Linked DNA regions of Capsicum annuum: region 2 is linked to region 1. The links are chromatin contacts, called in public Hi-C maps. All regions are on one chromosome and are shown on one strand. Each heading gives the region's core, a stretch centred on a gene start, on an enhancer-like site or on the middle of the called end of the contact. The rest is flanking DNA. Distances are from core to core; before and after follow the strand shown. Region 1 holds the start of LOC107863583 (stearoyl-[acyl-carrier-protein] 9-desaturase, chloroplastic). Region 2 holds the start of LOC107863582 (proline transporter 2).

Evidence for each region. A called contact is a pair of places that touch in the nucleus more often than the background predicts.
Region 2: a contact with region 1 is called in a Hi-C map of bud, with 2.3 times the contacts expected there. The contact joins the promoter of LOC107863582 here to the promoter of LOC107863583 in region 1. A contact is called at or near these places in 4 of 5 Hi-C or Micro-C datasets (bud, leaf, pericarp and 1 more).

Annotation. Positions count from the first base shown.
Region 1 is chr3:161,757,921-161,761,841 of UCD10Xv1.1, reverse strand. LOC107863583 (stearoyl-[acyl-carrier-protein] 9-desaturase, chloroplastic) reads left to right here and starts at 2,160. Exons shown (of 3, transcript XM_016709572.2): 1 at 2,160-2,389. The coding sequence starts at 2,274.
Region 2 is chr3:162,119,068-162,122,988 of UCD10Xv1.1, reverse strand. LOC107863582 (proline transporter 2) reads right to left here and starts at 1,818. Exons shown (of 7, transcript XM_016709571.2): 1 at 1,275-1,818; 2 at 381-605; 3 at 167-261. The coding sequence starts at 1,389.

The DNA.
Region 1 (3,921 bases), core at 911-3,410:
TTCTCATAACTGTCCTTACCAGTGGCGCGGTATTGACACCCCTCCAGTCGGGGCAGAGATTGAACCCCAGCTTAGCTATTATAGCGTAGTTGGGGCGTGTCGGTTAGATAACTACTTTCCACAGTTTTAGTTACAAATTTCAGGACTGTCAGCTATAGCTACCCAGTCTCAATAAAGAACTCAGATAGTTTTTCAGATTTCAGTATATTAGGGCTGTCAGATACAGTCAACTCAGAAATAGAATGGAACTCAGATAGTTTTCTTTAGATTTATGGACTGTGAGATATAGTCACTTATGCTATCAATCACAATAGTTATCAGAACTCATGCTATCAGTACTCAGCTTCGGGACTGTCAGATACAATCAATCAGACCAGTTCTTCATAATTCAAACTGTCAGAAACAATTATTCATTTATCAGTAATATAGTATCAGTCTCCCAGTATTCAGTAATACAGTATCAGATCCATCCCTTATTAGTGATTTACATATCAATATCAGTAAACTCAGTCTTTCAGAATCTCATTATCAGTATACTCATGTTGTCAGTATTCAGACTCAGTAGTCAGTATCTCCACGAGTTTATTTACAATTACGTATGCATGTATGTACTTTCACGTTCATATCAATCAGTATTTTCATGCATATAACCCTTTGTATTTAGCCTACCTCACTCGTATACTCAGTAAATTCAGACGTACTGACGCATTTTCGCTATGGTGCTTTCTCTTATGTTACACCATAGGTTCAGAGGCATGAGCTCCAAATCAACAATATTAAGATAGGAGAAAAGACATAATTTCCCTCGAACTTGTCCGCTCAACTCATTTTACCACTTAAACTTAACTTGTGTTTATTTACCCCCTTGATATCTTTAAAGTGTATTAGTTTCACTCCTTGATATATATTATTACTCTCATAACGGAGAGTGTGTTGCACTCTCCACGTATCAGCACCACATCATTGCCACGTAAAAATTTATAATTTTTTAAAAAAGTAATTTCACACAAATATTACTTTTATGTATTTTTTTAAATAGAAATATATATATATATATATATATATATATATATATATATATTAAATAAAAATGTCCTCCCCTCCTTTTCCTTCTTCTTCAGCCCCCCTCCCCCGTCTTCTTCCAGCGCCCCTCTTCTCCCCCACAACCCCTCCCCAGCAAAATAGGTCCCCCCACCCCAGCTCTTTCTCCCCTTTCCAGCCCCAACACCCCTCTTTCCCTCCTTTCTTGTTAACACAAAAATACCTTCATTTTTTTTAACCCTCACCAACCGCAACTCCAACCCTACAAACAAGTTTGTGATGTTTTCTTTTTTCTTATTTCTGATTCAAGTTTGGAGTTTAAAAAAGTAATTCAAAAATTATCTTATTAATAAAAAATTCAAAAATAGAAATTAAAAGAAATTTCATTGATGAAAAGTGGTTTAAAGACAAAATCATCAATTTAATTTAATTTTTGTCCAAATTTTGAGGGAGTTGGATTGAAGTTTGAGATGATGTTTAATGGAGATTTTTTTTCAATTTAGTGTACTTGTGGTTGTTCTTTGATAGTGTTAATGGAGGAAAATTTTAAAAAAAATGAAGGAGAGTGTTGATGAATAATGGATTTGAGGTTGTTAATGGAGAAATTTGAGTGTTGTGGATGTTTTGGAGAAGAAAGAATAAAAGGTGTTCAATAGAGAAATTTTTCTGATTTAGTGTCTTTGTGGTTGTTCTTTGATGTTGTTAATGGAGGAAAATGAGAATCATTCAAGTTTTTAAAATTAAAACAGAGGGATAAATCTTTTTTGAGATTTTTTTAAAGTTTTTTATTTTCAATAGCCTGTTTCAGTTGTAGAACAACTTTGATAGTTGTTCGATAATTTTGTGAAGTTGTTCAATAACTATCGAAGTTGTTCAACAACTGTGCAAGTTGTTCGACAACTAGGCGCAGTTGTTCGACAACTGCATTTAGTTGTTGAACAACTAGGCGTAGTTGTTTGATAATTGAGAGAAGTTGTTCAATAACTACACGAAGTTATTCAGACAACTAATGTAATTGTCGAACAACTATCCCAATTATTCAAAAGATTTAATTTTTTTAACTTAATAATTTGTGGGACCCACTTATCTTTTTTTTTTAATTAGAAACTTGGGAGGTCTATTGACTCATTTTTCTCCTTTATTTTGATGCATCTGACTCTCGCCGCCTTTCACTTTTCTCTCTCTCTCTCTAGGCGGAGCAATCGAGGTACCCTGAAAAAACCATCGGAAAAATGGCTCTGAAACTCAATCCTCCGACGTTTCAATCCATTAAAACGACTACGTTTCCGTGTTCCCCACTCAGATCTCATAGAGTTTTCATGGCTTCAACACTTCGTCCCCTTTCTGTGTGAGTTTTATTTTGTGTTTGTATTTTGTCAAATTTCTGGAGATGTATACCCCCCAATATGTTTTCTTTTTGAGCCATATTTAGTGTTTCTGATCGTGATTGTACTTCGGTTTGTAAATTAGATTTGTGGTAGTTGATGCTAATGCATGGGGTATCTTGCTATCTGTGATCTTTCCAGTTCTGATATTTATTCATATGTTGGTGTATTTTTTCCTCTTTTTCCTGATTGAAGGATGATATGATTTTTCTGCTTGGATATCTATTTATCTCTTCCCCTCAGGGTGCATTGATTTAATGTGTTACTAGAGTAGATTTTCCCTTCTCCTTGTGCGTGATTGGATAACAAGGTAGTGGGACACCAAGTGGAGAGCTGCGCGTTTGAGGCATATCCGCATAGGACTAACAACCCGAGACTGCAGGATGGAATCCCAGCTGCATCGCTTAGAATGAGTTCATTTGCACATATCTTTGTAGGTTATAACAGACTGTCCGTTGAATTAATGTTGGCTTTTAAAAGCTAGCTTAGGCACCACTGCCACTAAAAAGAAAAAGAAACACTGAAATCTGATGCAAATTTGATTAGTGCATCTGCATATGCATGATTTTTTATGTGAACTTAATGTGTACAAATGTGAAATTCTATCACAATCCATTTGTCAACGAAGTGGGAGGAGAACCATGATGTCTCATGTTTAAAACCAGCGGAGGCAAAAACAATAGTTGGCTTTTCACTATTTGCTTGAGAAGGCAAAGTTACTCGTGCCAGTTGAAGGTAGCAGGTACCTAGTGGAATAGTCAAGGTGCACACAAGCTGACACGGTCACCACTATCAATAAAAAATTGTTTGATTTACTAGGTTCAAAATCTACTATCTATACATCTTGGAGTTTAGTAACACATACAAAATCCGAGCTAAAGTTATTGGGATTGCATGAACCCACAACTTCTGCACTACATTTGCCCACAACAACAACAACAACAACAAACCCAGTATATTCCCACATAGTGTGGTCTGGGGAGGGTAGAATGTACACAGTCCATACCCCTAATTAGAAATTCCTTAACTGATTGTTTTCTATCATCTTTTATTTTCCACTAGCTTAGTCATTATTAAAGGTCATATCAGTTTTCTCCTGCTGTGTGATTTTAATTGAATTTCTTAATTGCTTAGAAGATTATTATTTTAAAGATCGACTGTCAGAATTGGAAGTGGTCTTGTCAATGTACTTCAAATAGGTTGGACAGACTTCTGTGGTGTATGTCATGTTGGAAAAGTTTACTTGGATAGAGAGTCTTTCTTTCATATACGAATGTTTGATCACACGTGCTTTGGGGAAATAACTACTTGAAAAACAATAGTAGAAAGGTGAGTGACAACATAAGAGAGAACGGATGGCTTCATACATTGCTTTGTTCCTGACTAGTGTTTCCTTCTTTGGACCAAATAATCGTTTGCCTTAAACTTGACTCAGACTGAATTTTCTGTTGTAGCTCATCTTCTCTTCAGAAATGCTAATCATAATTCTAATTCT
Region 2 (3,921 bases), core at 569-3,068, 360 kb before region 1:
AATAAAGCGCCAACACAAAAATCTCATTCAATCAGTGGTATCTATAAATGGCAATGCATTGCCTCCTTTCTCTTCTCCTCCATATCTGGTAAAAGAATTTCCAGTTCACCATATCTAAGTATCCAAAGAAAAAAACAAAGTTTGCACCAGCGAAAATTTGTCTAACCTTTAGGGCTGAACCACTCATGATAACATATCCAATATTTATCAAGAAGAGATTCGCATACTGTAATGCCCATATAAGCAAATAAGCTGTTCGACCTGCAGCAATAAAATAAGCTCAATTTAAATTAAACGTGAAGGAAAATCAAACAATAAAACAAGCTATTGTTGCGGAGAGCTTGAAAATCATCCAGTTTTATTTTTGTCATTGTTCATACCATACAAAAATCCAGCAAGGTCTCTATATCTGATATGCCTCTTGCCCCCTACTTCATGGAGCTTAGCCATAAGAGCACTTGCATATAAAGACACAATTGTGGCCAAAACCAAACCAACTACTCCACCAATCCAACCCAGAGGAACCATGATTGTGCCAGAATATCCTAGTGCATACGCGCTGTTGACACCCATGCTCAGAACAATTCCCACCTGAAACCATGAATCTACATTTCACGAAACACATGAATCAAAAAAAGAGTCAAACAGCATTCATGCCAGTGCTACAAAAAAGAAACTATGATAAAAGAAACAAAAATAATCAATTGTACTGATGGATCAGGGAACCTATTTTTGGAGCTTGTCAAAGAGACGAAGCAGAAAAATGAATTTATTTTCTCATTACTAATGAGAGCCAAAAAGAACTTATAAACGCTTGATTGGAAGTTTGTAACATGGAAGTCTCATCAATAGAGGGCATTAGACAAAGGGATGCAACGGGATTCGCTGAAAAATTACACTTGTAAATAGGACAAACATGATTTCTATTGCACATATATAAGTTGTTTAATCCCTCTGGATAATTTTTTTACCTGAATCGCTCCTTTTAACCATTTGGAAAGGACGGAAATGCTTATAAAGGACCAAGAATTATCGTTCCCTTTTCTTTTTGTTTTTTCCCCAAAAAATTAGTATAAAACAACAAAGGGCAAAAAGACAGATTATCAAGAATTTTGATAGAATACGCGACACCAAGAAACTATCCAAAAAAACTCTCAACAAAGAAGGAATGTAAGGTGAATAAATGGATTCAAAGTTTCTAAAATTCCCTCCTTTTTTCATGAATTAGACACAAATAAGAGGGCATAGAAATTTCGTAGAAGTGAAAAACTAACCGTTGCTAACTTCATGGGCAGTTTCAGGAATGATAACAGAGGCCTGATCGCCTTTTTTCTCCCTACGACAATGGGCAGAAGTACCCCCATAAACATCGTTGTGGTCATTTTCCATTTTAAAATCTTGTTGAAGAAGCAGAACTCCTTCCTCTTCTTCAATTTCCAAAGCCAGCCCAAGCTACTTGCTTTTCACACCAATACGCAAAAAGGGATGCGTATATTGGTGAGAAGAGAAGCAAAGGGGCAAGGGGTGGAAACACTTTAATTGAAGACCAACCAAATGATTAGTGACCGCAGCGCTTTCTTCCCACGAAATTAGCACAGCTATTGATTCTGAAAATGGATGCAGCGGCTTCTTAAATAGACGTTTGGTTGATTTTTCTCCTTTTCTTTTCTTTTCTTTTACCATACAGTTTTCTGTTTTTCCAAACAGATGCCCATGGAATTTTTATTTTTATTTTCATGGAATTTGGATTACACAGGATCTCTTATCTTTGAACGTGTTTTCAATTTTCCCTTTCATCGCGGAATATTTGATATGGAACAAAGAGGAGTGTTTGGTACGGGAGAGATGTTTTTTTAAGAAACCAGTTTAGTAACTTTTAATTATTTAAAATTAGATTATTTTATCTATTACGAAAAATTTTAAAAGATTTTTCACTCTTTAATATAATAATATAAACATAACATATATTTTATTATAAGCACATATATATTTTACCACTAAAAATTTCAAATGGTTAATGAATCACTACTTTTACTTTTGTCATGTAGTAACTCTTTTCTTTGCTGCTAGAGGTTATGAGAGACTCATGAATTTGAATCATATTTGTAGTACGACTTTTTTTCTCTATATTTAAATTTTTTTCTTATTTTTAAAGTTAAATCTTTAGAATTTGTCTAAAGCATAGACTTTTAATGAATGGCGAAAAGTTCAAATAATATTTCTACGGTCCTTCACACTTTTAATATATTATAAATTATAAATTATAAATCTAGATAAATATAAATATAAATACGTATCAAACAACTATAGTGGGTTGGTGGCAACTTATATGCTACTGTCATTCTTTTGTCATAAAAGTTAATTACCAAAAAGAAAAATATATACTATTATCATTTCATTATGTAACTTTCAAGTAAATTTGATAAAACAATTAGGGCAAAGTGTAGAACATTAAAAAAAAAAAAAAAAAAAAGACAATTTCCCCCCCTGAACGTATCATTCCAACTCACTTTAGCACTTAAACTTAACTGCCATTTATTTACCCTCTTAACATCTTTAAAGTGTATTAATTTCACCCCTCGAAACTGAATACCACTTTCACAATGGAGAGTGTGTTACACTAGCCTACACATCAACGTCACGTCAATGCCACGTTGGAGCCACGTCATTGCCACGTAAGAAATTTGATTTTTCTAAAAAAAATTAATCCCCCACACATTATTTTTATATATTTATTTTAAAAAATATATATATTTACTATTTTATTTATATAAATGTATATACATATTTATATATATTAAATAAAAAAAAGGCACCCCCACCCCTATTTTCTTTCTTCTTCACAACCCCCAGCCCACCCCACCTCTTACCCTGCAAACACAGCCTCCCCCCTTTTATCTTCTTTAAACCACTCCACATCTTCCCTCTCCTTCATTCTCTATCTTCTTCAAACTTAAAGCATATTATCAATAGTCATTCCTTCATCAAACCACCAATTCAAGAAACAACAATACAATAGTATCACCACTTCCCAATTCAAAATTCTTCAGTCCGATATATTCCGACAAAACTCACCGAAAAACGATTAAAACAAACCCACAAAAGAATATACACACAAAATTAACACCACCACCACCATTGACGGACCACCATTGAAGATCCCCAAAATTATAATATTAATTCCACCAACGACCACCATTGACGGACACATCCTTCAAATCACACCTATATGTCCAGATTTGTAGAAGGTTGAAATTTTCTTTCTTCTACCACGGGATTCTTCAAACATCTTGGCTAAATCACTGTAACTAAAGTAAGTTTTGGTTAATTGTGATTGGTTGATGAGGAATAAGAGAAAAGGATGTGAGATTTTCTGTCCTAAAAAGAGAGAAATATGAATTTCGGGTCATGATTCGGGTTCTTTCATATCGAATTTGAAAACCCATTTTTTGTTAAAGGAATGTTTTAGAAGGTTGAAGAAAAGGTGTAAGGAAGATGATGATTGATGTTTTTCATCTTCTTGTTTTACCTTTTTTTTTTTTACGATTGAATTTGTATTTTTACGATTGAATTTGTGTTTGTTGTGAAATTAAAATCATGATGTTTGAAATTTGTGTTTGTTGAATTTGTGTTTTCTTTTTTCCTTCTTGAAATTGCTTTGGGTGCAAGCACTAATGGATCTCATCTCTCTATATGTTCACATTTGTAAGGAAGAAGAAGAAGAAGTGTCCCTTTTTTTTGAAAAAAAAATTCACTAGTCTTTTTTTTGCCATGTCAGTCATAGGGGGTGAATTTAATTCACTTGAAAATTGTTAAGGGAGTAAATAAACGAAAGTTAAGTTTAAGTGATAAAGTGAGTTGAGAGAACAAGTTCGGAGGGGGAGGAGGGGGGAGAGATATCTTTTCTCTTAAAAAAAATGC